2 separate regions of the Ovis aries genome follow, and region 2 is linked to region 1. A link is a contact called in public Hi-C data. All regions are on one chromosome and are shown on one strand. Each heading gives the region's core, a stretch centred on a gene start, on an enhancer-like site or on the middle of the called end of the contact. The rest is flanking DNA. Distances are from core to core; before and after follow the strand shown.

Region 1 (2,703 bases), core at 87-2,586:
CCGGGCCCCACTCTGCCTCCCACGCCCCGTGCCTCCCTGGGGACATCATCACTCAGGCCCTCAGGGTTGGGGTGTTCATCTATGGGACACACTGTGCAGAGCGCTGGGTGATGTCATCTTGGAGCTGGGACACCCACTGTTGCGTGCACAGGGGCCTTCGTTCCAGGGGCCATCACCACCCAGCCTCTCAGGCTGTTCTCGCAGCGGGCTTCCTGATCCCGACAGTCAGTCCCATCTCATCTCCTCCTAATAACAGCGCTGTCCATCCACACCTCTTCACGGACCACGGTTGGGGGGTGCTGAAAGACTGACAATGTTGTTCCCGCGGGGAGGGCTCCTTCCCCAGGGAACTCCCGTCAACAGAGAGCATAGGGTTGCATTCTGTTGCTATTTACAGCTCGAGGCACTTTCTCTCCCCAAGGCTCCCTGCTTCGGCAGTTCTGGTTGCATTCCAGAGACATGGCATTAAATCTGCACAGAGAGGAAGAACAAGATGCCTGGCTCCACGTTACAGCGAGGCCACGCTGGGCGGTAGACGGGCTCTCAGCTCCGAGGACCTGAGGTCCGGGTGGCACCAGGCAGGGGTGCCACCAGCCCCTCACCCCCCTCAACCTGCTGGGCTCTGGTCTAGAAACTCCATCTGCCATCCAGCACTTCCTCTTGTCACTTCAGGTGGGCTTTTGGGTCTTCTGGAAGCGTGAACACAGGGCGAATGAACGTGAGCAACTCTGCATCCAGAAGTGGCTCCTCTGGGGCCGTCCATCCTCACGAGAAGAGGAACGCTTAGCCCCTTGAGCTCAATGAATCCGCTGCCTGTTAGGCTGCTCACAAATTGCTCGGCTATCAAGGGAGGACTGGGGTTTAGAGCATGTTTTACTGGCTGCCAGCCACGGTTTCACATACTACTGGAATTCGATATTAGCAATGACTTCTTGGAGACAGGAAGTGTCTGAAATTGCTGTCTAGAAAAATGCGGGTCGATGGATTTCTTAATAAATATGTAGAACGAGGACTTCTGTGAGTCCGGGCTGACTGATGCCAAATGGTAATTAACTTGCCTGCATTCTTGGGTTTTCAAAGCCAAGCGGGAACCACTTACAAAACGAATGAGTGGGGAACCGCAGGCGCTTGCCAGAGCCGCTCCTGCTGGGAAGTGAGCTAGTGAAGCCTTCAGGCTCATTCACTTCCTCCCAAGAGCTGTGTGTTTCCTGCGGGTGATGCTGGAGACGGGAGGCCAGCTCTGGAGAACTTGAACTTGATTTCTTTAAGGCGACTAGAGATGAGGGCGTGGCCATGTGGTCACCCGACAGTGTCGAGTGGCCATCAGTACCACGGACACAATAGGTTAGATTCAGACCGGAGGGGACTATGGAGGGTGATCGTTAGTAGCCTGGGGCTGGGGCAGGAGCACCTCAAAAGATGTGTGGTGCCATGTACGGTGATGCTTGGGGCTGTGGGCTGTCCCTGGGCAGGTGAAGGTGCTCTAGGGAGCAGTAACAGCATATACGGAGGCCTCAATGTCTGAGAGAGCTTGTGGGCAACAGAACCGAGTATGTGCCCGGTGTAGGGGGAGCAGAGGAGAGGGAGGGGGTGGCTGACACAAGCCAGGCTGGCACTGGGAGTCTCACCAGGGCACTGAGTGAACGTGGACTTTATTTTTGAGCGGGACTTCTCAGCACTGGCATGGCTGACATCGAGGGCCAGATGGGTCTGTGTCGAGGGTAGGGTGGGGTGGAGGGACGTCCTATACACCCTGTGGGGCGCTCAGCAGCGTCTCTAGCTCACGCCCACAAGATGCCAGCAGGAGCTCGCCAGTGATGACCATCGAAAGTGTCTCCAGACATTGCCGGATGGCCCCCTCGCCCCCAGTTGGTGGGGGTGGAGAAATCCGCCCCCCTGTTGAGAACCCTTGTTCCAGGGGCCAGGGGGAGCCATGGAAGGGTCTTCAGCAGCACTCAGGCCCCGAGAGCAGGAACACGCATGGTGTGGGTTTACAGCCATCACTCCCATCTCCCTTCCCTCTGCTGGGCGAGCTGCTTGTGAGCCCGGCACATCACAGGAGAAAAAGGACTTGCGTTTCTCCTCAGAAACTGAAACTAGAAACAGTTTCCTCTTCTGATGAATCAGTACACTACCTTTATGGTGCAAGAGCCCTGAACAGTTTCTGAAAGCTTAGAATCATTTTTGCATTTTAGCTCCATCAGCCTCTCTGGGCGCATCCTAGTAAGTGACCCCAGGTGAGTGAGACCGCAGGTGGGCGGTGAAGATCGTGCACATCTCTGTCGACCCGCCAGGGGGCAGCACCTTCCCAGCTCTAGCTATGGGTTCATGACGTCGGATTTTGGAATTGTTCGAGAAAAACAGGAAATCCAGATTTCTGTGTAAAATCTCCCAATGTTTAATTAGTAAATTAAGATGTGGATAAGGCATCTGCCAGGTTCAGTCAAATCATCTTGGGGATCTTTTCTGCTCAAGGGCCTGTTTGTAACCTCCCAGTCTGTGGGTTTTGTTTTGATCTTTAAAAGAAAAAATATATCCTTTTTCTTCTTTTTGCTCTGGTTTTAACTATTTTAATTTCATATTTTTTCTTTAAAGTAGAGGATTGTGTTGGCTGTCTTCTCTTAGACCCACACAAATCCGCTTCCATCTTCCCCCACCTCACCCTGCGTCCTGGGAGCACTTGGGGGTCTCGCCAGGTGACAC
Region 2 (2,703 bases), core at 89-2,588, 120 kb after region 1:
GGAAACTAAATTGGGAGCATTACCAGTCATAGACTTAATTAAGTTATTTCTAGGTAAGAACATTTAAAGCAAATAGACTATTTAAAGTTCCTTGTCAACTGCTAAAGTGGGGGGGAGGGGGGGTCTGAATAAGACACCCCTATTTTTCATTCGCCTTTCTCCCCACCACCTACCCTGCACCAAACCCCCATTGTTCTAGGTAAAACTCGCAGCTAATGATAGCGAAACAGCAACTGCTACGTTTCTGCCGCAGGTGATCGATCACCAGGAGGAACTCTTCACAACCACCCTGACTTGCTGCTTTCTTCCCCACAAATAAAACCCAAATGGGGTCTTAAATCCATCACCAACCTGTGCGGGGGAAAGGATCCCAGCTTCCCTTCCGGGCTGATGGATGTCGGTCCGGAGGCGGGTGAAGGGTCCCCTAATAAATCGACCCCTCCCTCCAAGATCATTTAAGCTGACGTTTTATAAGGAACATTTAAAGAAATCTGGCACCGAAGCCCTTGAAAAGTACAGAGCCCGTGGATCAGACGCTCCTCCTGCTGACAAGCGGCGCCCGGAGACCACAGGAGCGGCTCGCGGGGTGGGGGTAGGGGTCTCGCGCGGGCTTGGCCCCCCTCGGGCACCACGTCCTCCCGGAGCCCGGCCCGCGGGGGCTGCCCACCTGCCTGCCGACACTCACCCATCCTTCCGCTTGGCTTTGTAGACGTGACCGTAAGTGCCTCGGCCAACTTTGCAGCCCTCGTATTCAAACAGGTCCTCGACCCGCTCCCGCTCGCTGCTCAGCTTCACTTTAAAGTCATAGTCCATTGTCACGGCCGGCGGGGCCGGGGAGCTGGGGTCGCGGCGCCGCGGCGCGGGGGCGGGGGCCCTCCGGGAGGCTCCGGCAGCCGCGGCCCCCGGGAAGCCGCCCGCTCTACGCCCGGCGGCCGCAGCGCCGGCTCGGCCGCGGCGGCAGGAGCAAGAGGAGGCCCCGCGAGGGCGCCGGGGACATCCAGCGGGGCGGCGGGGCGGGGGCCGGCCGGGGTGGGCTGGGGGGACACACGCCGAGGAACCCGGGGGCGCAGGAGGGCGAGGGACGAGGGCTGGGGGTGGGGAGCGCGGTCGCTGCCCTTGTCCCCGCGGGCTCCGGGGCTCTGGCTCCTGCGCTCCGGCCGCGCGCTCGGCCCCCGCGGCGGGCGGCGGCGGCGGCGGCGCAGCGGGCTCTCCCTCGGGCGCTCGCGCCTAGCCGCGGTAACACACGCTCACGCTCGCTCCCTCACTCGCTCTCTCCCTCGCTCGCTCTCCCGTCCACTCAGACAGAAAGGCAGCGCCGCACAACAGCCGGCACCTCCTCAGAGAGCGGAGGGCGGGGACTCGCAGAACGCGGCCGCGCTGTCGCAAAAACGTCGCGAAGACCCTGGCCACTCGGCTTTCCCCGCCGCCCGCGCCGCGCGCCGCTCCAACCGAGCCTCGCTCCCCCGGGGGGCGCGTGAACCCAGCGCCGTAGGCGCTGCCCAGAGCAGCCGCCAACAGCACCACGTGGGCCGTCCCGGTGGCAGCCGGGGCTCCAGACTACAGCACCCAGAATGCACCGGCCGCCTCGGTGGCCGCCCCGCCTTCGGCTCCGCCCCCCGCGAGGTGGGGAGGTGGGAGCGATGCACGATGGGATTCGTAGTCCAGAAAGAGGGGAGTCCTTTCGATGACCACTTGGGAAATTTTTTTTATTTTAACAGCGTTGTCGCTAAAGTCAGATTTGGGCCAGAAACTTAACTAGAGAAATTTAAGCGTGAGGGAGTCTATTCTGTGTTAGAATCACATTTTGTGCCACTTCCGAACTCCAGAGTTTGAAGGGCACTATCGTTATCGAAAAACATAAATCTAATTATTGATCAACGGCTCACAGAGTATCACTCGGGGAATCTTGTAGGTCACGGTCTAATAAGGGCTGCACAGTGACAGCAACGTGCTAACACGCATTACAAATATCAGTAAAAGGGAGTCAGTTGGGAGTGGCCACGCTGCCTCTGGAGAGTGGCACCCTTGTGACAGAGGACTATCCTTTCAGAGGAGATGTTACTTTGAGTACGGCCTTTTGCACCACTGCTCCTAAGAATTGCCATTTTTAGCCATGATTACAGCAATGGGTCTAAATCCATAAAAACTGTTCATAATGTTAAGGGAGGAAAGGTGTCTGCTGGAGGAGTCTTGGTATCTTTATCGTTTTTTAAAAAAACATTTGGCTGCACCAGGTCTTAGTTGTGGCACTCAGGATCTTTAGTTGCAACATATGGGGTCTAATTCCCTGACCAGGGATGGAACCTGCGACCCCTGCATTGGGAGTGTGGAGTCTTAGCCACTGGACCAACAAGGAAGTCCCAGTGCTGATACATTGATAATAATACCTCATTTTGTTTTATCCCCCTTATTTAGATGACTATTTTTCATTATTTTATTTTATATTAATTTTATGTTTATATTTATTTTACTTTTCCCAACTGCTACCATTTTCATGAAAGTTCCCCACGTTGTCTCTCCACTTTTAACATCCTACCAATTTTTTCACCTTTCCCATGGTATTCATCAAATCGTGTTCTTTTATTTCCTCTTCCTTGCTAGATTATTAATTCCTATAGGAAGTCATATTTGCATCTTCCCTGATGCCTAGTATCATGGCTTGATTTTGGTGTGCAGCAATGGCACCCCACTCCAGTAATCTTG

Evidence for each region. A called contact is a pair of places that touch in the nucleus more often than the background predicts.
Region 2: a contact with region 1 is called in a Hi-C map of liver, with 2.7 times the contacts expected there. The contact joins the promoter of CDK8 here to the enhancer-like site in region 1. A contact is called at or near these places in 5 of 16 Hi-C or Micro-C datasets (hypothalamus, liver, muscle and 2 more).

The regions. Positions count from the first base shown.
Region 1 is chr10:33,321,100-33,323,802 of ARS-UI_Ramb_v3.0, forward strand. No RefSeq gene overlaps it. Among named protein-coding and RNA genes, the nearest start is that of WASF3, 50 kb to the left of the region's middle. Within about 2 kb of position 1,337, at least 9 of the 54 cell types and tissues checked have an H3K27ac peak or open chromatin away from gene starts, as enhancers often do. A contact at or near this core is called in liver, where this site is marked.
Region 2 is chr10:33,438,431-33,441,133 of ARS-UI_Ramb_v3.0, forward strand. CDK8 (cyclin dependent kinase 8) reads right to left here and starts at 1,339. Exons shown (of 12, transcript XM_042254877.1): 1 at 686-1,339. The coding sequence starts at 813.